4 separate regions of the Mus musculus genome follow, and all the other regions are linked to region 3. Evidence: chromatin contacts called from public Hi-C and promoter capture Hi-C data. All regions are on one chromosome and are shown on one strand. Each heading gives the region's core, a stretch centred on a gene start, on an enhancer-like site or on the middle of the called end of the contact. The rest is flanking DNA. Distances are from core to core; before and after follow the strand shown. Region 1 holds the start of Dennd6b (DENN/MADD domain containing 6B). Region 2 holds the start of 1810021B22Rik (RIKEN cDNA 1810021B22 gene). Region 3 holds the start of C230037L18Rik (RIKEN cDNA C230037L18 gene). Region 4 holds the start of Panx2 (pannexin 2).

Evidence for each region. Hi-C and Micro-C count contacts between places; a contact is called where the count stands out from the background. Capture Hi-C pulls out chosen DNA fragments and counts their contacts.
Region 1: a contact with region 3 is called in a promoter capture Hi-C map of pancreatic islet. The contact joins the promoter of Dennd6b here to the promoter of C230037L18Rik in region 3. A contact is called at or near these places in 4 of 39 promoter capture datasets (embryonic stem cells, erythroid cells, liver and 1 more), 1 of 484 Hi-C or Micro-C datasets (CD4 T cells), 2 of 115 datasets of contacts at active chromatin or transcription factors (microglia and pancreatic cancer cells) and 3 of 9 other capture datasets (adipose tissue, liver and pancreatic islet).
Region 2: a Hi-C map of regulatory T cells shows a contact between it and region 3, with 4 times the contacts expected there. The contact joins the promoter of 1810021B22Rik here to the promoter of C230037L18Rik in region 3. A contact is called at or near these places in 1 of 39 promoter capture datasets (pre-B cells), 5 of 484 Hi-C or Micro-C datasets (CD4 T cells, CD8 T cells, the G1E-ER4 cell line and 2 more), 4 of 115 datasets of contacts at active chromatin or transcription factors (bone marrow-derived macrophages, memory CD8 T cells, pancreatic cancer cells and 1 more) and 2 of 9 other capture datasets (adipose tissue and liver).
Region 4: a contact with region 3 is called in a promoter capture Hi-C map of adipose tissue. The contact joins the promoter of Panx2 here to the promoter of C230037L18Rik in region 3. A contact is called at or near these places in 2 of 115 datasets of contacts at active chromatin or transcription factors (bone marrow-derived macrophages and regulatory T cells) and 2 of 9 other capture datasets (adipose tissue and liver).

The regions. Positions count from the first base shown.
Region 1 is chr15:89,194,022-89,199,776 of GRCm38.p6, reverse strand. Dennd6b (DENN/MADD domain containing 6B) reads left to right here and starts at 3,303. Exons shown (of 20, transcript NM_027081.3): 1 at 3,303-3,558. The coding sequence starts at 3,382.
Region 2 is chr15:89,072,806-89,078,213 of GRCm38.p6, reverse strand. It overlaps 1810021B22Rik (RIKEN cDNA 1810021B22 gene), which reads left to right and starts at 2,360. Exons shown (of 4, transcript NR_040417.1): 1 at 2,360-2,600; 2 at 4,016-4,141. Trabd (TraB domain containing) reads right to left here and starts at 2,150. Exons shown (of 10, transcript NM_026485.2): 1 at 2,073-2,150. It also overlaps a transcript of Panx2 not described here.
Region 3 is chr15:89,471,572-89,477,884 of GRCm38.p6, reverse strand. C230037L18Rik (RIKEN cDNA C230037L18 gene) reads right to left here and starts at 1,633. Exons shown (of 5, transcript NR_077233.1): 1 at 1,600-1,633; 2 at 466-626; 3 at 238-343; 4 at 1-15. It overlaps Arsa (arylsulfatase A), which reads left to right and starts at 461. Exons shown (of 9, transcript NM_009713.4): 1 at 461-735; 2 at 1,230-2,377; 3 at 2,523-2,763; 4 at 2,880-3,098; 5 at 3,176-3,345; 6 at 3,533-3,657; 7 at 3,751-3,878; 8 at 4,114-4,216; 9 at 4,328-5,409. The coding sequence starts at 2,163. The coding sequence ends at 4,647.
Region 4 is chr15:89,055,893-89,062,181 of GRCm38.p6, reverse strand. Panx2 (pannexin 2) reads right to left here and starts at 2,456. Exons shown (of 3, transcript NM_001002005.2): 1 at 1,883-2,456. The coding sequence starts at 2,108.

The DNA.
Region 1 (5,755 bases), core at 2,054-4,553, 280 kb after region 3:
AACAATCCTGTCAGTGTCTGGCGTGCCGCAGGTGGATGTAATGGGCTTGGTTCACTTGTGACTGTGCAGTTGGTAGCAGTTTTCTTATTTATAAAATGATAGTTGCCTTAAATTCAGCAAAATGTGGTAATTAAAAGGATAATGAGTTTGCGGCTCATAAATAACCAGAAGCTCACATCCCTGCTTGGAAACTCAAGCTTACTTTTGGCAGAAGGGCTGCGAGCTCTTCCTTTCTAGGCAATTAGAAGTCAAGTGAACAACAATAATAACAAAAAAGGGGTTGCTGGGTTTTACAGTATTTTCTGCTTTGATGCTGAGTGTCCTCGAGGTCAACTTGACATTCCCTTAAGTCCACATGAATGAAAAACAAAAACAAAAACAAAAACAAAAACAAAAACAAAAAACCTGCTGGGCGTGGTGGCGCATGCCTTTAATCCCAGCACAGAAGCAGGTGGATTTCTGAGTTTGAGGCCAGCCTGGTCTACAAAGTGAGTTTCAGGACAGCCAGGGCTACACAGAGAAACCCTGTCTCGAAAAACAAACAAACAAACAAACAAAACCACTTGAGACTTGGAAATTGAACCTGGGTGTGGTGGTGTCTGCCTTTAATCCCAGTGTTAGGAAGGCAAAGACGGGTGGACCTCTCGGGGTTCAAGGCCAGCCCGGTCTGCAGAGCAAGTCCCAGGACAGCCAGGGCTGTTACACAGAGAAACCCTGTCTGGAAAAAACAAGGACAAACAAAACAAAAGACCTGGAGATTGTTGCTGAAACCTGCTCTAAGTAATTTTAGGAGAGGACTTAAAAAATGAAAACACTGGGCTGGAGAGATGGCTCAGTGGGTAAGAGCACCTGACTGCTCTTCCGAAGGTCCCGAGTTCAAATCCCAGCAACCACATCCCACAATCCCAGCTCACAACCATCTCTAGTGAGATGTTCTGGAGTGTCTGAAGACAGCTACAGTGTACTTACATATAATAAATAAATCTTTAAAAAATGTTTATGTATTATTATATCTTAAGTAAACTAGCTGTCTTCAGATGCACCAGAAGAGGACTTCAGATCTCATTACAGGTGGTTCTGAGCCACCATATGGTTGCTGGGATTTGAACTCGGGACCTTCAGAAGAGCAGTCGGTGCTCTTAACCACTGAGCCATCTCTCCAGCCCCATAAATAAATAAATCTTTAAAAAAAAAATGAAAACACCAAAATCACATAGTATGCTGGATAGGATGACTGCTCTACCATCCTCAATAGCCCGAGTTCTAGACCTTTAGGGATCCGCAAACCAGACTCAGAATTGTGGCTTTGACATAGAAAAGACTGTCCATCTTATAAAGCAGAGTTTGGTTTGTTTGTTTGTTTTTTTAATGGAAATATCTTTGTTTATAGTTTAGTATTATCACAGCACTTCCAGGACAATAAGAAAGAGATGGCTCTAAGAACAATGACATACTCGGGCTAAGTACTTCTCACCCTCATTACTTCTGTCAGCACTGTGATCTGCCTTCTGACAGAATGAAAGTTGGGGCTTAATGAAAACATTTTAATACAGGTTTAAACACTATGGTTAAGAGAGTCAATGTGTCCTGGTCTACAGAGTGAATTCCAAAACAGCCAGGGCTACACAGAGAAACCCTGCCTCACAAAAACAGAGAGAGAGAGAGCGAGCTCGCAAGAAGCAAGCACACTTTGTATGGCTGATGAAGGCTACCTCTAGTCTCAGCAGAGACAGGCAGAGTTTCAGGAGTTCAAAGTGAGCCTGGTCTACATATCAAGTTCCTCACCAGCCAGGACCACATAGAGAGACCCTGTCTCATACAGGGTGTTTGTTGGGGGCACTCAGAAGAAAGTAAGACACATCCAAGAGCATAGGTGTAGGCTTCTCAAGGACCCAATAAGGCAGATCCATGAGAGAGTTACCATTGTTTAGCATTGGTCATCTCTCCCATCTTGACGGCTCTCAGGTTGTATCTCAAAAGATTACTAACACCTCCTCCCCGTTTTGCTGAGAAGGATGGGTGAGGTAGCTCTTTGGAATGCCTTAGATGGCAATCTTTAATAAAGTAAAAACAAAACTACTAGGGTTGCCCAAGAGATCTGGTGTATGCCCCTTTTCCCTGTAAGCCAGGGATTCTAATGGAAAATTGCAAGTTTATAGCAGGGAAGGGAGAAGGGCCTTAATTGTTATTTATGCTTGGGGCAGGTAGGCGAAGGCTCTCCTTCCCCCTTCTTAGGTTCCCCCAAATGTTCCTGTCTTTCTAGCCTGCCTCATTACCTCTTCATTCTAAATTCACTCTTCTATAATCCTTATCCTTAGAACTAGGCTCTGCAACTACCTTAATCCCAAAGGCAGCAGCATTCGTTGACCAGGCTGCCCCTCTTTGCTAGCCAAAGTAGGCACACTAGCCTGGAGTGGGACTAGGTCTGGGTGGACCCGCCAACTCAGGCAGAATGGCCTTCATTAAAGGCGGATGGGTGAAGGTGCCCAATGTAGTACAGACACGCGTGCCTGGCGCTCTCGGAGGTTGGAAGAGGGCGTCTAATCTCCTGGAAGTACAGTTACATTTGTGGGTGCTGGAAACAGAGCCCCCATTCTGCACGGAAGTGCAGCCCGTGTTTTTACTCGCTGAGCCATCTCTTAGCCCCAAACATTATTTTTCACGCTTTGTTTGTTTTGTTTGTCTTCATTTTCCCGTGACAGGGTTTCTGTGTGTCGCCCGAACTGTCTTGGACACTTGCTCTGTAGACCAGGCTTGCTTAGACTTCAGAGATTCGCCTGCCTTTGCCTCCAGAGTGCTGGAACTAAAGGCGTGCACCACCACAAACCACCCGTGGTTTTCACACTTTTAAAGCATTTTGAGGTTTGTCTTTAACTACCTTGGGCGATTGTCCAGCACAAAAGCTGTCCGCGACAAGCGATGACACACAAATAAACATTAGGCTCACAACCCTCGGCCGGGTTGGATACCCCTGGGGGGGGGGTGGTGCCCAACATAATTCTATGTTGCCCAGACACCCCTGGTAGACACCACTATACGCCCAGAGTCCCTCAATCCATACGCCAGGCAGAGATGACATCAGGAACCGCCCTTTCTCTTCTGCCAGATGCAGGGCCACACTAGCCACCTACTGGCCGACCCGGGTCACGCAATCTCCATTATCGGGAAGCGCCTCCATCTCTAGACCCTTCTAACCGGCTGGGGCCTTTCTCGCTGGTACGTTAGGCGACACTCTAGGGCGGACGCTCCTCTAGCGCCAGGGGGCGCGCGGCTGCTCCGGGGCCCTTCTGGCCTACGGCGGCAGCTCGACTGCTCCGAGGCGGCCCAGGTGAACCCCTGCGTTTCTCCGCAACGTGCCCGGGTACCGCTGGAGCTGCTACCATGGAGGTGCCGGTGGGTCCCGGGCCCCGGCAAGCTGGCGGAGGACTAGGCGCGACAAGATCCTCGTCCTCCGGCCGCGCGGCGCGGACCGCGGAGATGCCCTGGGCGCGCTTCTCTGCCTGGCTGGAGTGTGTGTGCGTGGTCACCTTCGATCTGGAGCTGGGCCAGGCGCTAGAGGTGAGCTGATGGGCTGGCTGACCCTCCAGAACTGTCTTAGTACCTCTCCTTCGGCGGCCTGAACCTCTCCAGAGGCCCCTCCTCTCCGGACGTCCCTCCTCTCCCGATGCCCCTCCCCCTCACGCTCCTCCCTTCTCTCGCCTGCACCCCTGCTTCTTTCCTCCCATTCCTCTAAGCCGCCGCGCGGTTTCTCTACCCGGGGCGCCCACCCTCCAGGAAGCAGGACTTTTCGCCTGTAGCCTTCCTGCTTGGTCTAGGGTCTTCTTAGGAGCCTCTCGGAATATTTTGCACCCTCAGGCTGACCTTTCCCCCACTTCCTTCGGCTAGTGACTAGCTTAGAGACCTCCTCTTTCCTATTGCCTGTCACCTCTCCAAGAGGAGCCTCTTCCTCAGAGCTCTAGAAACCCTTCCCAGGCCAAGGAAGGAAAGATCTGTAAAGCCTGACTGCCTGTCCATCAATGTATCCTACGCAGCATCTAACATGGACCTTTCTCCAAAGAGGCAAACATATCTCCAGCCCCTTGGTTGCTCAAGCCAGAGTCCTAGGGTTCCCCCCACCTTGCCCCCGCCACCGCCCCCAGGTCTCACACTGGGTCTGCTGCAGTCTTCAGTGTCACTGGTAGTTCGCTTCTGGCATTCCTCTTGTCTTTCAATTAGAATCAGATCCAGACCCTGTGAGGCCCTGCTTGGTTCCTGTGTCTTGAGCTCTTCTCAACCTTTGGCATCTGGTCACCAGCTGTGAGCAGCTGGGCAGGGTCTTAGGCTTTTGATGTGGTCTTTCTGTGGTCTGAAGGCCTCCATCCCCCTTACCCACCTACAAAGAAAGGCAGCTTCTCTTCTACTAGATAAGATGAAAATATCAGCCAGGCATAGTAGTGCGCGCAAACCCAGCATTTCGGGGACTGGGTGGGGGATGGGAGGTTGGTGAAGCAAGATGATTAGTTTGAAGCTAGTCTGGATTGATAGAGTCCCAAAGGAGCCTGAGCTATAGAATCAGACCTTGTTGAAAGAAAGAGAAAGGAAAGAATGAAAGAGAGGGGAGAGAGAGAACACATTGTGGCACATGTCTTTCTTTAATCTAGTACTCTGGAGGCAAAAGCAGGCTGATCTCTATGCTCAAGGCCAACCTGGAGCAGGCAAGCCAAGGCTACATAGTGAGACTTTGTCTTTTAAAAAAAAGGGAGGGGGCTGGTGAGATGGCTCAACGGGTAAGAGCACCCGACTGCTCTTCTGAAGGTCCTGAGTTCAAGTCCCAGCAACCACATGGTGGCTCACAACCATCCGTAAGATCTGACTCCCTCTTCTGGTGTGTCTGAAGACAGCTGCAGTGTACTTACATATAATAAATAAATAATTTTAAAAAAGGAAACAAAAACAACAAAAAGCAAAACCCACAAAACCACCAGGAAGATAGGAGGAGGAAGAAAGTGTTACAGGCTCAATGAAGCTTTTGACAGGTCCAGTTAAGGTAATGACTATGAGCCGGTGGTGGTGGCCCACGCCTTTAATCCCAGGACTTGGGAGGCAGAGGCAGGTGGATTTCTGAGTTCCAGGCCAGCCTGGTCTACAGAGTGAGTTCCAGGACAGCCAGGGCTATACAGAGAAACCCTGTCTTGAAAAAACAAAAAAAAAAAACCAAACAAAGCCTTGGTTAAAAAGCCCCACTTTCTGCACTGTAGATCCTTTCCTGTAGAGTTACAACAGAAGTTGAGAGACTTTTCCTTTAACCAAAGGGAAAAAAGAAAAAGAAAACCTGGTGTGGTGGCGCACACCTTTAGTCCCAACATTCAAGAGGCAGAGGCAGGCTTATCTCTGTGAGTTTGAAGCGAGCCTGATCTATATAGGAAGTTCCAGGACAGCCAGGACTATGTAAAGAGACCATGTCTCCAATAAAGAAACCTTCCCTCGCCCCCTCACCCCCCACCCCATGCATTCTCATTTCTTGTTCTCTAAAAGATAGCCATTTAGGAACTTAATTCTAAGCAAATCCCAAAGGCTTTTTTTGGAGAAAGGATGTAGAGTTGTTTTATACAGGGTATCATATAGCCCAGACTAATGTCATATTCATTTGTATTCAAGGATCCTGTTGTCTCTACCTTATAATTCTGGGATGACAGGCGTGTGCCACCACACCTGAGCCTATGGGGTGCTGGGGGTGGGACTTAGGGTTTTGTGCAGGTTAGGTAAATACTAGCTA
Region 2 (5,408 bases), core at 1,111-3,610, 400 kb after region 3:
TGGAGAGACTCCCTGGCTGGCCCATAGCAGGACTAGTTTCACCTCTGGTTATATGGCAGGTGGAGGGGTCCACAGGCTGGTCAGGAGACAAGCCCTGAGCCCTTGAATCATCAGACACACTCGATACAACCCATCATCTAGAGCAGGGCCAGCTGGGAGGGGTGGTCAGGCAAGAAGGCTACTGACAGCCTCTCCCCACTCCTTAAGCCAGAAGTCTGTGATTCTGGGTACCCGGCACTATCAAATCTACACATTTTCTGATCCTTTGGCTTCCTGCCTGTCAGATGTACCTCCTCACCCTGATCGTTATTCCTGGCTGAGCAACTGAGGTAGCCCTCCACTTCCATACTCACCTAAGCACCCAGCCACTGTACCTCCACAACATTTGTCATGCATCCTTCTCAGACATAGTCACGCCGTAAGAAGTATCTTCCTACTGCCCAACCTCCCCAGGGACCAAATCTCTTCATAAATCCCCAGTCAGTTAGCAGACAGTTTCCAGACCCATTCCCAGCCAAGACCACACTGTAAACCTTCATAGCATAAAGTCAGAGAGCTAGGATTTCTGTCAAAGAGGCCTCAACCAGCATTTCCTAACAAGCAGGGCCGTGTCAACCAGCATCCCCGAATGAGCAGGACTGTAGGGATACTTTTCCAGGCCTGCTACCAACCAGGCTCGATGCTTCCATATGCTAAACAACAGAACTTTTAGCATCTGCTAAATTTCTAGGGGAACTAGCCTCTGAAAATTTCCAGTAGTCTGCAGTTTTAAGAGGGAAGGGTTGGCTCAAAGAGCAGAAAAGGCCCACTCATGTCAGGGCCCACAAGGAGGTATGGCCCTGGCATACTAGGTCCAAGTAACTGGAGCCACGTCAGTCAAGCTCCCCACCTGCCCAGCCCCACAGCCGTCTCTCTTCTGGATCTATCCATACTAAGTGTGTTTTACCCAAATCCATACACCGAAAATATGAGGCTCAAAATAATTACATCAACATGCAGAGGTTTTAAGAGACGACTGAACTCAAGTGAAGCCATAAGGCAGGACCCACGATGGGATTGGTGTCCTTGTAAGAGACACTAAACAGCTATGAGGACACAACGAGAAAGGGCGACAGGACAGGCAGAGCCTTCATCAGTCACCCGAAAGACTAGCATTAGACCTAGGATTGCCAACCTTTAAAGCTATACTAAGAGGAATAAACGTTTAAATTTCTCAATCCACAAAACCCTGTTACCACCCTGATCTGACACACCCATCAAGCTTTTCAATCTCTTAAAACAAAACTGTTTCTCGGATGGCAGCTTGTTTCTCGGATGGCAGCTTGCTCCCCACCGCTGGTCCAAAGCTGACCGCGATCAACTGGAAAAACTAGACAAGCCTTCACTGTCTACTCAGAAAACCAAGACAGCAAGAAATGACAGGGTGTGCAAAAGCCCTGGCCTCCTCTGGTCTGTCTCTGGGAGCCCAGCCACTGCAGGACCCGGGAAAACCTGCTCAGGCAGGACATATTTTACCTAAGTGTGGCAGAGCTGAGGGCCGGAAGAGGAAACAAACCCGAGGTGAAGAAGCCTGGCCAGCTCTCCCGGGGACCTGGTTTCTGTCCACCTGGAGATGCCCCGGAGGAGCCTGCAGGCTCCCGGCTAGCAGTCCACTGTGCCAGAGCCCTGCTGGCATCCTGCCCCCAGTACCACGGCCACCGCAAGATGAGTCTTCCTAGGGCGACAAGACAGACAAGGAGGCCCAGGGACAGCTGCGTCGCACAAGACCAGCGGACCTCCAGCCCCTCCGCTTGGGGAGCACGAAAGCTTGGAGACTGTCCCCACTTCTAAAGAAGCTCTTGACGTCCCAAAGCCAGCGAGGGCGCTTCTGAGCCTCCGGGGTCCTCTCGGGGACTCCCGAGCCCAGGAGCAGAGCCCAGGAGCATCTACACCGTCCTGGGTCAGCCCGACCCGGTGAGCTCCGGATACCCTGGTCTTCGCAGTCCCCACCTGCAGCCCGCGCCCTCCCGCCCGCGCCGTCGAGGCGCGAGGAGCCCCGGCCCGCCCGCCCGCCCGGTCAGGCCACGGCGTACCGAGAGAGGCGGCGGCGCTCCTCAGCCGGCCTCCATGCGCGCGTCGCCGGGCTGACGGGCTGGGCCGGGGCGGGGCGGGGCGGCCGGACGGGCCGGACGGGCCGAGGGTGCGGGCCGCGCAGCATGCCGGGAAACACCTCCCAGGGCCGCGCGCGCGAGGCCCCGCCCCCGCCGGGGTCTAAGCGCAGGGCTCCGCCTCCCGGCCCGACGCCCCCAGGTCCTAGAGCGCAACTCCAGTTCACCGCGGGGTGCTGGGCCCCCCACAGGCGAGTCTGTGTGACGGGGCTGCGTTCTTGAAGCGTCCGTCCGCACCACGGCCTGGAGTCTAGGGAGCCGTCAGCGCACTGGACCGGGACAGAAGCTAGGGATCATACGAGGCGCCCTTCTGGTTTCCTTGGAGAATCGCATGCCAAGTGGAGAGGCTCAAGGGCAGAACTAAAGGGACAAAAGCTGGCCCAGTCAGCCCCAGGCCATCAGGACTTCCTACGTGTTCAGCTGCTTGTGACTGAGAGCCCGGAGACTGCGGAGGTCTCAGGGTGGGCGGGGCCCCAGTGACAGCAAGTGCCCAGTATCTTAACGCAGGCTTCAAACTCACCAGTCTCCTAGGGCACCTTAAAGGGTAGGGCAGGGAGAGAGGCCACTTGGCCCACTCAGGCCAGGTCTCCGGGCTGCAGGTCCTCCTGATCAGGGTTGATGAGTGGATGAGAGGAGCCGGGTGAGCCCATAATGGACACGTCTCCATTTGAGTACCCCAAGATAGGCTCCTGTGAGAGCCAGGCAGTGACGACCTGGAGCAGGCCCTGGCACGGGCCCTCCAAAGGGGAAGTAATCTCTGCCTAGTTCCCAGCTGCCCCATCCAGCCCTTTCAGGTTCCAAAGGGTTACAACTCTGGCCCTGATTTTTGGAGACCCTGCCTTGACATTGTACCTGTGAATGGCCCTCCTGGAAGTCGGCCACTTTGAGGAAGAGAATTCTTCCTGCACCAGGCAGAATTCCCTCCAGCAGTCTGTTACACAAGAGGCCCGCATGGAGACTACTGACAGGTATTTCCTGCCAGCATCTTCTTACAGCTTCCTGGTCTCCCGGAGGGCCTGGCCTCAAGGGGACCTCTGCCTTCTTTGCTCCTTAGTGAAGCACCATTCATCCCCCCCCCCCCTTGTCCACTACTTTGATGTCTGTGTTCTGTGGCCTCTTCAGGCCTCCTCAGCCCCATTCATTCTGCTTAACAGAAGACAGGGGTGGGCTTAGAGCTGAGACTGCCAGGCCCACTCTACCCGTTCACAAAGCACAATGAGGCTCCTCTCTGAGTACCCGTACTGTTTGGTTGAAAACCCCACTGATAGGCTAGTGTCAGGAAGGGGCCTGGGTTCTAGCCCTGGTTGGCTGGCAGTGTTCTCCCTGAGCCTGTCCTTTTTCTGTGGGCAGACCATGGTGCCACCTTTCCTGCTTGCCTGTCTAGGGGAGTGGTTCTCAGCCTTTCCAATGTTGCGGTCCTTTAATAGCTCCTCATGCTGTGGTGACCCCCCAGCCATAAAATTCTTTCGTTGCTGCCTCTTAACTGTAATTCTGCTATGGCTATGAATCATAATATCTCATGGGCAGGATATCTGATACGAGATATCCCATAGGTCGAAGAGTGCTGGACTAGGGGCAAAGGATGGCATGACATTTTTCATTAGATGCTGACCCTGAAGTGCCAGAATTCTATTTTGGCTAAGTGGCTGCTGGGGATGAAAACCAGAGCTGCCCTATAACCTGCTGGTGTCTATGGGAGCCAGAAATAGGAACCGGTGTCTGGAGGACATGCCCAGCCAGGCTGCCGGGGAAACCACGGCAGGTTTCAGCTGGGAGAGACCAGGCCCCCCTTACATCTTAGGCTTTGCTTTGGAGGAAAAAAAAAAAAAAAAAAAAGCATGGCCAGCTTGAGTTCTGCTTTCTAACAGCCATTCCCCAGCCTGCGTTGCTCAAGCAGGTTCTGTGGCGCCACAGGATGAGTGGGTGACGTATCAGAGTCGGCAGATGGAGTGCACCTTGGTTTAGCAGAGCAGCTGCTGGAGGGGCTTTTTGAGGTGAGCCATGCAGGGAGTCAATGCATGTCAGGCTTGCAGGGAAAGGCTTCAACATGGCCAGAGGAGCCCAGAGTCCTTAGAAAGAGAAAGGAGCTATCTGAAGCTATTGGGAGTAAATAGAGGGGACTAGGTTCCTAGTCAGGGGTGTGGCAAGGAGAGGCCAGGTTTGAGAACAGCAAAGACCATCATGAAGGTCCCACAGAAGTAGAGCCCCAAGTTGGCAAGCCTTGTCTGACCCCAGGGATCGGAAGGATACAGGTCCCTGGCCATCTGTGTCCAGGAAGGGGACTAGCTCATAGAGCCCTGGGAGCAGAGGACACTTCCGAGGAGTAAGATGACATTTAGGCCCAGTACCCACCATGTTGCCTGCTTCTTCAGGACACGACTTGAGCCCCTTCCCCAGAAGCAGCCCCTTGCAGGTCAACTCCACAGGGCAATACAGCCCCAACCCCTCCCACACAGCACTCTTCTGAGAGGTCCCTCTAGGTTTTATCCAAGAACAGAGGTGAGAAGTGGCTGCTTTATTGGCTTCAGTTCTCCCAAAGAGCCAGCCCCTTGGATCCAGTGCGCCCAGCCTTTCCCATGTCTACTGCGGCTCTGCATAAGCTCCGGGGCAACACACGCACACAGCCACTGTCTGGATAGTCTACGGTCAGTGGCACTTGGGAAACAGGACCTATGAAGAAAGTATTGCATCTGGCCTTGGTACCATGCAGACCAGTGGTTCCCTAGGGTCTGAGTGTCTCCCCCTCTGAGCCAAGTCCCAGGGTGTTCAGGCTGAGCTCAAATGGTGGGGAGTGGGTACAAAGCATGCAAGAAGGAAGATTATGTACCACGCGTAGGAAGCAGATGGATATGTGAACAGGGAGAGCCAGGGAGCAGGGAAGAGGCCAGCACCCCGAGGTTTCTGGGTTACTTTAGCTGGCATGCCTGCTCATCATCACGTAGGGGCCAATTTGTGGTCATAGGCCATCGGACCAGGGATTGTCTTCTCTAGGGGAACGAGCAGCCTCGAGGCAGCCAACTTTTCTCCCAGGGTTCCTATGGGTCTCAGAAGTCCCTTCCTAGAACGTGTGGGAATACTGAATTCGGCCTGGAATGCCATCAGTTTGGAGAACAACATGCCTTTTCTGTACTGAATTATTTGGGATTTTGGTTTGACTTTGAGATGGTCCTGTAGCCCTGGCTAGACTGGATCTAGTTATGTAGACAAGGCTGGTCTCAAACTTGGATAGTTGTCTGCCTCTGCATCCCTAGTGTTAGGATT
Region 3 (6,313 bases), core at 384-2,883:
CACAGTGGCCACCAGCTGGGAGAGATCCAAATACAGTTTCAAAGATTTCTGGGCCACAGAAGAGCTTTCTGTCCTGACTCTAAATAGAAGGACTACCGGCAACCCCCACCCGTGCACAAGTCCAGAAACCGTGCTGGAATGTGACACTAAGAGAGCCACTAACTGAAGATTGCTCCCCCCCCCCCGCCCCCAGCCACCCCCCACTTCACATGAGGTGTGCAGTAGCCTCAGTCAGACCCAGCTCCTTCCTGTGCCATCTCTGGGGTCTCTGCAGTTTCGAACTTTCCTCCTGCAGTTTCTTGCAGATTTCATCGGGAGAATTCCAGATGCCCAGAGAGCCAGGCTTCAGTGAAAAAAAAAAAAATCAATAAATCAATGACCAGTTTACTCGTCATTCTGAACCACCCTCATTCTGCTTGCCAGAGGGCACCTTCAACTCAGTGTCACGTGTTGTCTGCTCCTGACCTGAGCCTGTGTTAGACCACTGGGTGATCCTGAGTCTGATCCGCTACTGTAGTCGGGAGGCCCTTCCAGAACCCTGTTTATCTCCCCCCTGGCTCCAGCGTCTTCCTTCCTGGGTGCGCAGGTCGTGACCATCTTGACGCCAGAGGTCTTAGAGTGCCACTCTGTCTTGGAGAGGAATCAAAGCCAAGAATCTGGACAAATGACTTCCCTAGGAACAGCCACCTGCAAGGAAATACCCTGGAAGAGACTTGCTCCGGAAAAGTGACTCAGGTCAGGGGCTTTTGGGGGCGGGGAGATCTGGGAAGTCCAGTTACCACAGGGACCTTTAGATGTTAAAGTACACTAAGAACCCACCCTTCCACCCTCTGAGGGATATATCTGTTAGTCTCCCTTAACAGTTAAAACTGATAAGAAAAAAAGGTTATATTCAATAATGTATAAATGAAGAGTTAGAAACAAGTCATGTTGTCTTCCCATTAGTTCAATACTAATGTGCCCTAAGCTATACCACACAGGAACCCAGCAACCCTTCTCAAACACCAGACTCACAGACACACATCCCAGCTCTAACACCACAGATACACACACACACACACACACACACACACACACACACACACTCAACCTTAAACACCAGTTACGCGTGTAGAAGGGAAAGGATTTTTTTAAATAATTTGATACATTGTGTTTCACAAAATTCACCAAAGGTGGTTGTGAGCAAAAAGCCAGCAGCCAATCAGATTTGTCTTCCTGGTTTGTTGCAGTCAGACTCCATGGTTTTTGCCTCTTTGCTCAGTCAGAAGGGGGATGCTGATGTTTTTTCAACAAGGATCCCTCAAGTATCTCATCAGAGGAAATGAGACAAACAGCCCACCATTCGCCAGAGGAACTCCAGACACGCATTTAAGAGCGACACAGCAGGAGAGCCAGATAGCTGTAGTGCTGCACTGCTAGGCAGTCCTGAGCCTAGCGCGCAGGAGCAAAGAACGTAAGGTTACCAAGCCCAGCACGGGACACCCCAACCGGCGCAGATAAGGATCGGGAGCACGCGAGCAATCTCCAGCCTCACCCTATCCCGCCCCGGTCCCAGGTCCGCAGCAGCCCCACCCGGAAGGTTCCCATAGGCACACAAACCCGCTTGGCTCGGCTCCCCAGCTCCGCCTCGCCCGGTCCCAGCTCCACCTAGCCCCGACTCTGTACCGCCCAGTCCCAGAGCCCGCCCCTTCTGGGTCAGCCAATTGTCACGTGACCGCGGGCGTATCCGAGACTGCCTGAGATCGACGCTGTCTACCACCAGTTCCTCCTCAATTTCGAACCGCCCTTGTCCCATGGCGCTGGAGCCTCCCGGGTCAATGTGAAGTGACTTCTGCTCCTGATCCCAAGCCTGTGCTGGCACCTCTGGGTGAACAGGGTCAGATCCCCGCTCGTGACGTTAATGAAGCCCTGGTCCTTTAGGGGCTCTGTGGAGTTACACCCCAGGCCACCCCCTTCCGAGTTCTGACAGATTCGCTGGAGCTTCAGAGAGTGGACCTACAGACAGAAGGATTATTTGGGTCTGGCGGCTCAGGGGAGGAGGAGGGCTCGGGACTGGGGCCTCAGGTAGGGGCTGGCCTGGGCGCTCAAGGAACGAGCCTGCTGGAATCGCTCTGCCTTCCCTACCAAGGGACTGAGGACACAGGCCCATCTGTATCTCTGTCATGGCCCTGGGGACCCTCTTTTTGGCATTGGCTGCAGGCCTGAGCACTGCCAGCCCACCTAACATCCTGCTGATCTTTGCGGATGACCTGGGCTATGGGGACCTCGGCTCCTATGGGCACCCCAGTTCTACCACCCCTAACCTGGATCAGTTGGCTGAAGGTGGACTACGGTTCACAGATTTCTATGTGCCTGTGTCTCTGTGCACGCCATCTCGGTGAGTGAGGGACCTTTGCCCCTCCCCTCTCCCCTGGCTCATCCCATTTCTGTCTCTCTGTGGGTATGTCCACCATTCTCCCTCTTCTCTCTGGGTTCATCTCTGTGGGACTCGCAGATAATGGATTCTGTGGTTTGTACTACAGGGCCGCCCTCCTGACTGGCCGGCTCCCAGTTCGATCAGGCATGTACCCTGGAGTTCTGGGGCCCAGTTCCCAAGGGGGCTTGCCCTTGGAGGAGGTGACTTTAGCCGAAGTCCTGGCTGCTCGAGGCTACCTTACAGGGATGGCTGGCAAGTGGCATCTTGGAGTGGGGCCAGAGGGGGCCTTCCTGCCCCCGCATCAGGGCTTCCACCGATTCCTGGGCATCCCATATTCCCATGACCAGGTACAAACCAGCCGGACCCTCTGCTGCCCCCCAACACACACCCAAGCCCGCATACCAACTGTACCCTAACCCGTAGCCAGTCCTCCCTCACACTAACCGCTCTCTGCTCTCCCCAGGGTCCCTGTCAGAACCTAACGTGCTTCCCACCAGACATCCCCTGCAAAGGTGGCTGTGACCAAGGCCTTGTTCCCATCCCACTACTGGCCAACCTGACAGTGGAGGCCCAGCCCCCTTGGCTGCCTGGACTGGAGGCCCGGTATGTGTCTTTCTCCCGAGACCTCATGGCTGATGCCCAGCGCCAGGGCCGACCGTTCTTCCTGTACTACGCTTCCCACGTGAGTGACCCTGGCCCCGCCCCCTGACTGCCCAAGACCTGTACCCAGCCAGTGCTGACTCCAGTCTCTGCCCCCAGCACACTCACTACCCTCAGTTCAGTGGACAAAGCTTCACCAAGCGCTCAGGCCGTGGGCCATTTGGGGACTCCTTGATGGAGCTGGATGGAGCTGTAGGGGCCTTGATGACAACTGTGGGGGACCTCGGTCTGCTGGAAGAGACACTAGTCATCTTCACTGCAGATAACGGGTACGAGCCAAGCAAGGGATACTCGTTGCTCTATCACAGGCCAGGACTCTAGGGTAACTTCCACCCTAGCTGTTTGTTGACTGTATAAAAGACTCGAGAGGTGCTAGGCACGTTATGGTGATCCATAACCAGCAGTGGGGCAGGGTCCTTAGCCTCTTGTTACTGATGACTTCCTTGTGTGTCCCAGTCCTGAGTTGATGCGCATGTCCAATGGCGGCTGCTCTGGCCTCTTGAGATGTGGAAAAGGAACAACTTTTGAAGGTGGCGTCCGAGAGCCTGCCTTGGTCTACTGGCCAGGTCACATTACTCCTGGTCAGTCCCCTAGCCCTCTTTGTGTAGACCCATGGCCCCCATCTCCCTAGCCTCGATGGTGAATGGAGTGGCCGAACAGCCATCTGTCCACAGGTGTAACCCATGAGCTGGCCAGCTCTCTGGACCTGCTGCCCACCCTGGCAGCCCTGACCGGGGCTCCGCTGCCCAACGTCACCTTGGATGGTGTTGACATCAGCCCCTTGCTGCTAGGCACAGGCAAGGTAGGGCCAGTCATCCCTTGACACCATCCCCATGCTGGTCCTCCTTTAGGTATGAAACTGGGCAGTGCCGGAGAGTACATGCCTCATGTCTCCTTTGATGAGTGGCCCCTGAGTATCACCTCTCAGGATCCTGGGTGGGCCAAAGCGGGGAGTGGGGGTGGGGGTCCCATAACAGGGCGATACACAAGAGCTTTTAGAGATCTCTCCTATCCTGTCATCCTGACTTTTCCCTCAGAGCCCACGGAAGTCTGTCTTCTTCTACCCGCCCTACCCAGACGAGATCCATGGGGTCTTTGCTGTTCGGAATGGGAAATACAAGGCTCATTTCTTCACCCAGGGTACCCTGCTTCCCTTCCTGGCTTCCCCTCCCTAGCCCGGCTTGCTGACCCCCAGCTGCTCTGTCCTCTGCCCCTCCTTATGTAAAAAGCTGACACCCCCCCCATCCCCAGGCTCCGCCCACAGTGACACCACTTCAGATCCTGCCTGTCATGCTGCCAACCGTCTGACGGCTCATGAGCCCCCACTGCTCTACGACTTATCTCAGGACCCTGGGGAGAACTACAATGTTTTGGAAAGTATAGAGGGGGTCTCCCCAGAAGCCCTCCAGGCTTTGAAACACATCCAACTCCTCAAGGCCCAGTACGATGCAGCCATGACCTTTGGCCCCAGCCAGATAGCCAAGGGCGAGGACCCTGCCCTACAGATCTGCTGTCAGCCGAGCTGCACTCCCCACCCTGTCTGCTGCCACTGCCCAGGCTCCCAGTCCTGAGGGGACTGGAGAAATCACGGGGGTCCTTCAAGGGTAGCCCAGGACCCCTAGCCCTGTCCTGAGTGTGTGATGGTTCACCAGAGGGACAGGGACAAGTGTGTAGTTTGTATCTGGTAATGTAATAACACCAGCTGAGACTTGAGACGTGCTAATTCATCTAGTCCTTGTGGTAACTCTGAGGTCAGTACTATTCTGCTGTGCTACAAGACAAGGACATTGACGCATAGGGAATCTCGTGGACCTTTCCAAGTCCGATGCCACCTTACCAGAAAGAGCTTGAGCTAGGATTTGAACCCAGGCACCCTGGGTTTAAAATTTGTCCCACCCTGGTGATCTGCGTGTGTCCATGGACACACCGCTGAAGCGAAGACATGTCCCTTCACAGAAACCGGTAATGAGTTCAAGTGCCAGGAACTGGGGGTGGGGGGAGTGGTGAGGGCAGAGGAACCCTAAAGATGCAAAGCACCTGGAAGACAGGCTTTCCTCAAGAAGCAATGCCAGAGGCCCTGGAACTGGTCAGCTTGGTTCTTTAAAGAAATCAGCTGTCTGGAGTTAGGTGATAAACTGATCATTCCGGGTAGAGTTAAAGGACCTGGGGACCCTGCTAGATCCCAGGAAGGACCATCAGCAGCTTCTGAGACTGCCTCATGGGGCTCACTTGTCTCTCAAGCTCTGAATTTCTCCTTTGTGCATACTTCAAGTAATTTTCTACAAAAAAAAATAATAAAAATAAATAAAATAAAATAAAGTTGTCTACAAAGTAATCTTTTAGAAGCATCTATCAGGGGCCAATAAGACGACTCTGGGGGAAAGCCCTTACCCTGCAAGCAACCTGAGTTCAATCGCCAGAAACTCCCCTGAAAAAGCCAGATACAGTAGCCCATATCTGTAGTCCCAGTATTCTTAGGGGGCTCAGGGAAGAAGAAAGGAGAATTGTCCAGAATCTTGCAGACCAGGTAGCCTAGAGTATACAACATGGTAGAAATAAGACCGTGCCTCAGCAAGACAGGAAGAGAACCAGATCCCCAAAGCTGTGTTCTGACCTCTGCGTATGCTCTGTGGCCCACACGTCTGAACTTACATGCATCACACATGTGCAAGCCATAACAGTAATGATAAATTAAAAAAAAAAAAAGCCTATTGAATTGGAGTCCACCATGCTCAAATTCCAAACTCCTTCAGTGAGCCACCATTTCCTTGGGCCCACTACAAGCTTGAGTGATCTCTCTACTGGCAATATTCTGTCTCAGATGTTAGCCTCTGTAAAAAGGGACTTTTGACTGCCTACCTGTGTTTTCATGGTATAGTGTGTTGGCATGTCCAGGTATATATGACATTTCAGGTGCTCTTCAGTATTGGTCACATTAGAACGGTACCCTCAGAGTATGTCAATATCTCTAGCCAACTATTGTTGCCTTTTTTTCAATGGGGGCAGACTTCCAGAGGGCAAGCATACAGCCTCTCTCCTTTAGGGTGGTGACCAATCTGAGCTGGTTACATTGCAATAATTGATCCAAGAGTGGCATGTGGTTGAGGTCGGAATGATCTGGGTGATGACCTAACTTAAGCAATGTTGCTGGTAACAGATAGAATCATGCAATTATTAAACCAGCTTGTCCAGATGCCTGCCTGGAGGAAATCAAATTTAAAAAGTAAATCTTGCCTG
Region 4 (6,289 bases), core at 1,207-3,706, 420 kb after region 3:
ATGCCAGGACAGCCAGGGCTACACAGAGAAACCCTGTCTCAAAAAAACAAAAAACAACAAAAAAAACCCAACAACAACAAGAACAACAAAAAAGCAAGCAAGCAAGCAAGCAAGCAAGCAAGCAAGCACAGGGGGTTTGAAGCAGCAGGTCCAGGATCGGGGCTAACTTGGGGGACATCTTGTTGGTTCCAGGCCCAGTTGGATGCAGGGTGTCTGGAGGTCCCACAGGTGACAAGCTGGGCTGGCAGGGTCTGGGTGTAGGGATCCTATCAAGGAATCACCAAAGATGGCCCAGCCCACCCACATCTGAAGCTGCCCTACGATGTCTGTCATAGATAGAGCTGTGTTCCCCCAAGTATCTGCTGTTGTCCTGGCCCTGTACTAAGGACTGACAGAAACAGCCTTTGTAAATGAACTGAAACGGGAGTGGAGTAGAATAATCCCTACCATGGGGAAATTCCCAACAGAGGACAGACACAGAGCTTGGGTGGTATACAGCTATACCACCAAGGAATACCAGGGAAAGTCTATAGGTACCACTCATCAGGAAGAAAGGGCTTTGGAGAGAACTCAGCCCTCCCTATACCTGGAGTTTGGACTTCTGGCTCCTGGAACTGTAAGGTACACGTCGGTTGTAAGGCAGCCACCCCGTTGCTGGTACTGTGATCAACATGGCCAAAGGCCCCCTTTATACACACACCTGGGTGTGCCTGAGTGTCAGGGACTCTGGTGTTCAAGGATGGAGACCAGGAGAACTTCCTCCACCTTTGGCGTGGCCTTAAATAGTCTGAAGGATGCCTGCCCTCAGCTCAGGTTGGACATCACTAGGTCCTGGAGTTTCCTGTAAGGGGAGGCACCTGTGGATGGTGGTGAAGAAGCGGGTATCGAAATACCTGTTCTCGTTGCCCAGTAGCTGCAGAGGGCAGAGCGACCTGCACCTCCAGAGGAACTCTGGAGCCCCGACAGTCTTCTTCCTGCTATGAAGCTGGCATCTCTGGCCACCAATTTGATTTGTGGCTATGGATACCTGAGTCTGCCTCAGCTCGGCTCCAGTGGGGATGCTATTCCCCATCTCGGTGTGTCACCAGAAGCCAGCTCCCTAGTGCCTCAGCCTGTCACCTTAGGCAGGGCCCACTCTACATGTGTACTCTCCTGTGTACAACCGCAGGCGCACCCACAGGCTCCCTCATAGAGCAGGCCCAGTTCTACTCACCTAACACGTCAGCTCCTTAACCTGCTCACTCTTCAGTGACCTGCCCTACCCTCTACCTACACTGCCTTTGCCAGTCAAGGGTGGCTTCTTGGGCCATTATTGCTTGATGCCCTCCGGGGCCAGCCTCTGTCTGGCCTCCTCTATAGAAGAGCTTTGGAAAGGGATGTTTCAGAGTTCCTCGGGAGTACCCTCACTTTTCCTACACTGTCAGCCCCAAGAACCCCATGCAGCATCATGGGATTTTTTTCACTTATCCCTGAGCAATGCCCTCAACACTCATCCTTCTCTGGTCCTCATCTGGCTATTCCTCCAAGCCTCAGCCCTCCCTACCCCCACCACCCGTGACGTGACATGCTACAACTCAGACCCCACATCCCATTCATCCCGGGGGCCAGCAAGTGTAGGACAGGCCTACTCTCCTCACGGCTTGAGGCTGAAGGAATGGAAGGCCAAACAACAATAAAACAGAGGAGATGTCTCAGGCGGCCCTGTCTCAACCCCTCATGCCAGACTGAGGTGGTGCCCAAGGTCTGTGATGAGACCTGCGGGCAATGGCTCAGCGGCTGGCCAGGTGGGTGCGGTCTAGCTGGCGCTGGCTGCCTGGCGCTGAGAGCCAGCGCGCTCGGAGCGCTGGGCGCTAAACACCTGCGGACGCGCGCCCTGCCTCACCTGCGAAGTTCTTGGTGAAGACCAGGGTGACCAGCAGGATGGGTACCAGCACGGTGCCGATGGTGACCACGCGGTCGAACGGCAGTTCCAGCTTGAGCTGCAGCAGCAGCGCGGCCAGCGCGCCCGCCTTGTCGTCCTGCGAGCCAGGCAGGATCAGCTCCCTCAGCTTCTCGCCCGCCAGCAGCGCGGTCGCCATGTCCGCCGACTGCTCCAGGAGGTGGTGCATGGGGGGCGGGGGCGCGGCCCGGCGGGGTACGGGCGGGGGGCGCGGGCGGGGCCGCGCGCCAGAGAGGGCGGCGGGGGGCGACGGAGACCGAGGTCACGGTGGGGGGGGGGGGCGCGGAGCGCTGGAAGAGGGATGTCAGCGGGGATGCGGCGGGGCTCGGGGGTCTGCCGCCCCGCGAGAGGGGTCGAGCTGCCAGGGCGCCGGGCCGCCGCCGCCCCCGCCGTGCGCTGTAGCCGGCCCGCGCCCTGCGTCCCTCCCGGGGGCGGCGGCGGCTCTCCTGCCTGGGCCGCGCGGCCCGCTCCCGCCGGGGAGGGGGGCTGTTTACCTGCGGCAACTCCGCGGCGTGGCTCCGCCCCCAGCCCCCCCACCCTCCACGTAGCTGCGGCGTTGGCGATGACTTGCAGAAAAAAAAAATTTTTTTTTTTAAATGAAACGAACCGAGTTCATATTGACCATCCCCTTGCATCAGGGTTGGGCCAAGCCCTGGTCCCCCATAGCCCTGTGCACAGAAAGAGGCGGATCGCCCGCTCTGGGGTTAGATCGTGTCTGGTAGCCAAAGGGTTCTAGTTCTACACCTCAGCTCTCTTGCTCCTCACTCGGACCTGGTCTTCACACAGGCGCAGAGGCTGCCGTGTGAGCTGTTGCAGGCAAGGGCAAGGAAGCCCGAACCCTCTTTCCCAGGTTAGTGCCTGCACAAAAATGCCGTGGGGCGTCCTCTCCAAAGCTCCTGGATGCCTCTTCACTGCAGCCATGTCCCGGACCCAGGGGCGCCCCTTTACACGCTGTGATGGGACGCCAGCCAGTGCGGATATGCTTGTACCTAGCATCTTCACTGCTTCACCCACTGTCGGCATCCGTGGAGCTGGGCCAGGGTGTGGGGGCTTCTAGGATTGTCACCTGACCTCTCTGGGCTACCCACATGTTCTCTCCTCCCAGGAGCTACTGTACACAAACTTTTGTGACCGTGGCCTCCTGCAAGATTCCTTGGCTCAGTATCTCTCCATCATAGCCTTTCCTGTGTATGTCTGGAGTAGTAACTTCCTTCAGTATCCATAAGCTATCTGGAAACATCTCCTCCGACCGAAGCAAAACCTGGAGGGACTGCTGTCCCGTGAGGCCTGACTCCTCCTGGTGCATTCTTGCTCCCACAGACATTACCTTCTTCACCTTACTCCCTGCGGGTGGTGAGCAGCCATTCACTCCCCATGCCTAGGATTCCTGGCTGCGCTGGCAAGCCCTCACCCCAGGCTTCCCAAGGCAGTCCTTCCTGCACCCTCCCTGGCCTCTCAGAAGGGTTATGCTGTTCACTCCATCATCCCACCTTCAGAACCCTATATTTTTTGTTTTCCTTTGGATTCCTAGAGCTTTCGCACACTGACCCCTTCTCAGCAGGTTGGTTTTCTCTGACCTGCAGGTCTCCCTTACCCCCCCGCACCCCACCCGCAAATGTTGTCTCCTTTGTTATCTATTTGTGCATGCCTCTTCAAAGGCTCTATCCATCCACTCTGGGTGGAGAGTTATATTCTTTTAAAAAACTATATATGGGTGTACCACCAGCATGCAGTGGCCATGGAGGCTAGAACTCCCCAGGGCTGGGGTTACAGGTATTATAAGCCACTATATGGATGCTGGTAATTGAACCCAGTTCCATGGACTTTTTCCCAATACCTCTGGTCACTTGCAACAGTCTGCTTGGATCCTTCTGGCCCCTGCAGGCACTGCGCTCTTGAGGTACAGACATACATGCAGGTGCAATACCCATATACATAAATCAATAATAAAGACAAAAATAAACGTTTAAATAGAGTTGCCCAGTAATGAGGCAACAATGCCCCTGCTAGACACCAGAGGCTAATAAATAAAAAGCCCAGTACCAGGAACTGGTTGTTTAGTCGTTGGCCACTGAATTTCCCTAGGTCCCAATATTACAGGCTACTACCACTGTTCTTGGCTGCCCTCGAACTTGATAGTGAGACTCTGTTGCTGACTATACCGCATACTGGAGTCATGGGACATGGAGAAACTAAGCAAGTACTGACCTGGAAGCTGCAGTGCTCCTGGCTACCTTTCACACAGTCTTACCAAGCTGTGAATCCTGCAGTCTGTGACGACAACCGCTCTAGTATCCCACCGAAGCAATAGTGCCATAAACATCATGGGAGCAGCCAACCATTTGTGATTGACTTAAGTCCTACTTCACAAGGTGATCCCACATTGCTGGGCCAAGAATCTATGGCTAGATGGGTCACGGGCTCTATGGGATAACCCATTACTATTATCTTGCTAAATGAACATAGTCCTGATTAATTGAATTAATGTATCTTTTTGTTTTGTTTTTGAGACAGGGTTTCTCTGTGTATCCCTATCCCTGGCTGTCCTGGAACTCACTCTGTAGACCAGGCTGGCTTCAAACTCAGAAATCTACCTACCTCTGCCTCCCAAGTGCTGGGATTAAAGGCATGCATCATCACTGCCTGGCTAATGTATCTTTCCACCCTTATCAATGAACCTTCTATTTGTGGTAGGGGGTGATGAAGAGAGACTCACAAGTGGCCATGAGCAGCTTCTCTGTCCCCATCCCATTGTTCCCATTTGTGAACTGCCTTCGTTTACAACTGACCACTTCAACCTGCGGCCAGATGCCTGAGAGGGTCAGGAGTATCGAGCAAACCAAAGCTTCTGCATCAAGCATTGCTTAGGCTTCCTTGGCAAAAGCTCATTACTTGTCTTCTGGGGTCATGGGCAATGAATGTGAAATTCCATTTTGGGTACAGAACATAAAATATTCCCCCCCCCCTCAAAAAAAAGGAAAGAAAAATTCACATTTTCTTTCACACTGACCTATAAGCATACTATTTTACACTGGGGTTCAATCCATTGAGAGTAAAATACAAGATTCAAGAAGGAAAAGCCATTTCTAGCTCTGGAGGACGTCCTTTTTAGAGGACAATGCTGGTGTAAAATGCTAATGCATTTTCCTCTCATATGATATAGGTTGCTCTGCTTTGCTTTAGAATGGCAAAATCTACAGTATTCTTGAATGACATTGTAAGCAGCCTTAAAAAGTTGAGAAACATGGGTTAGAGAGATGGCTCAACGATCCATCACTGCACCGGGTGTTCTTACAAAGGACGCAGGTTCAATTCCCAGTGTCCACATGGCAGTTCAAAAATGTAACTCCCGTTCCAGGTGATCTGACATACCCTCACAGAGACATACATCCAGGCAAAGTGCTAATGTACATGAAATAAGAAAAAATTATTTTTAAAAAATGAGAAAGGGGGGCTGGCTGGAGAGACAGCTCAGCAGTTAGGAACACTGGCTGCTCTTCCAGAGGAACCAGGTTTGGTTCTTAGAACCCACACGGCAGCTAACGATCAGCTGTAACTTCAGAGGATAATATACCATCTTCTGCAGTCTGCTGACACTGTACATAAAACACCCCAACACATAAGAATAAAATCTCAAAAAAAAAAGAAAAAGAAAAATGTAGGTAACTTAAAAATAAGCAAGGAGACACATTCTTCATTTCTTGGGGCTATGACCAAGTTTGAAGTCTGCCTCTGCCTACCTGGCTCCAGGCAGGGCTGCTCCTTGTTTTGCAGGTGGTCACACTGGTCTGGACAGCATTGTCATCCCTAGAGCAGGGCCTTCTGTGGCTTCTATTCCTGACTGGGATGCTGCTCATCCTGGCCCATCTTGCATCACTCTCATTCTAGAGATTCTGAGGTATGTGCCCTATGCCTGCCTCACCTACAGTCCAAGCTGGAGCAGACGTGGCTAACCCTGAGCTAGGTGGATGTTTCTGGGTAGAAATGTGCTGAAGCCATGACTAACCTTAGCTGGGTACTCGGTAGATTAGGTCCTGTCACTGATGGACTGTGATCTACCTGACACTCCCAGTCACTGGCTTCTTTCCTGGGACCTGCTAGTCACCTCTTGGTGTAGCCCTGCCCTTGCTCCTGCTCTCCCTTGTTCAAACAGCTAAAGTGAAGGCCACTCTGGGTGGTTACACTGCAATTGAGTTTTGACCCAGGACAACACAGTGTACCAGAGGCCTGGCAGCAACTAAGCTGCTCTCAATTTCATCCAAACAAAGCCCACCCAGACTCTCCATTCTTTGCCCAAGGAAAGTGCCTCCTTCATCGCTGTGGTTTCCAAGCGGTGGAGGCCCTTGATCT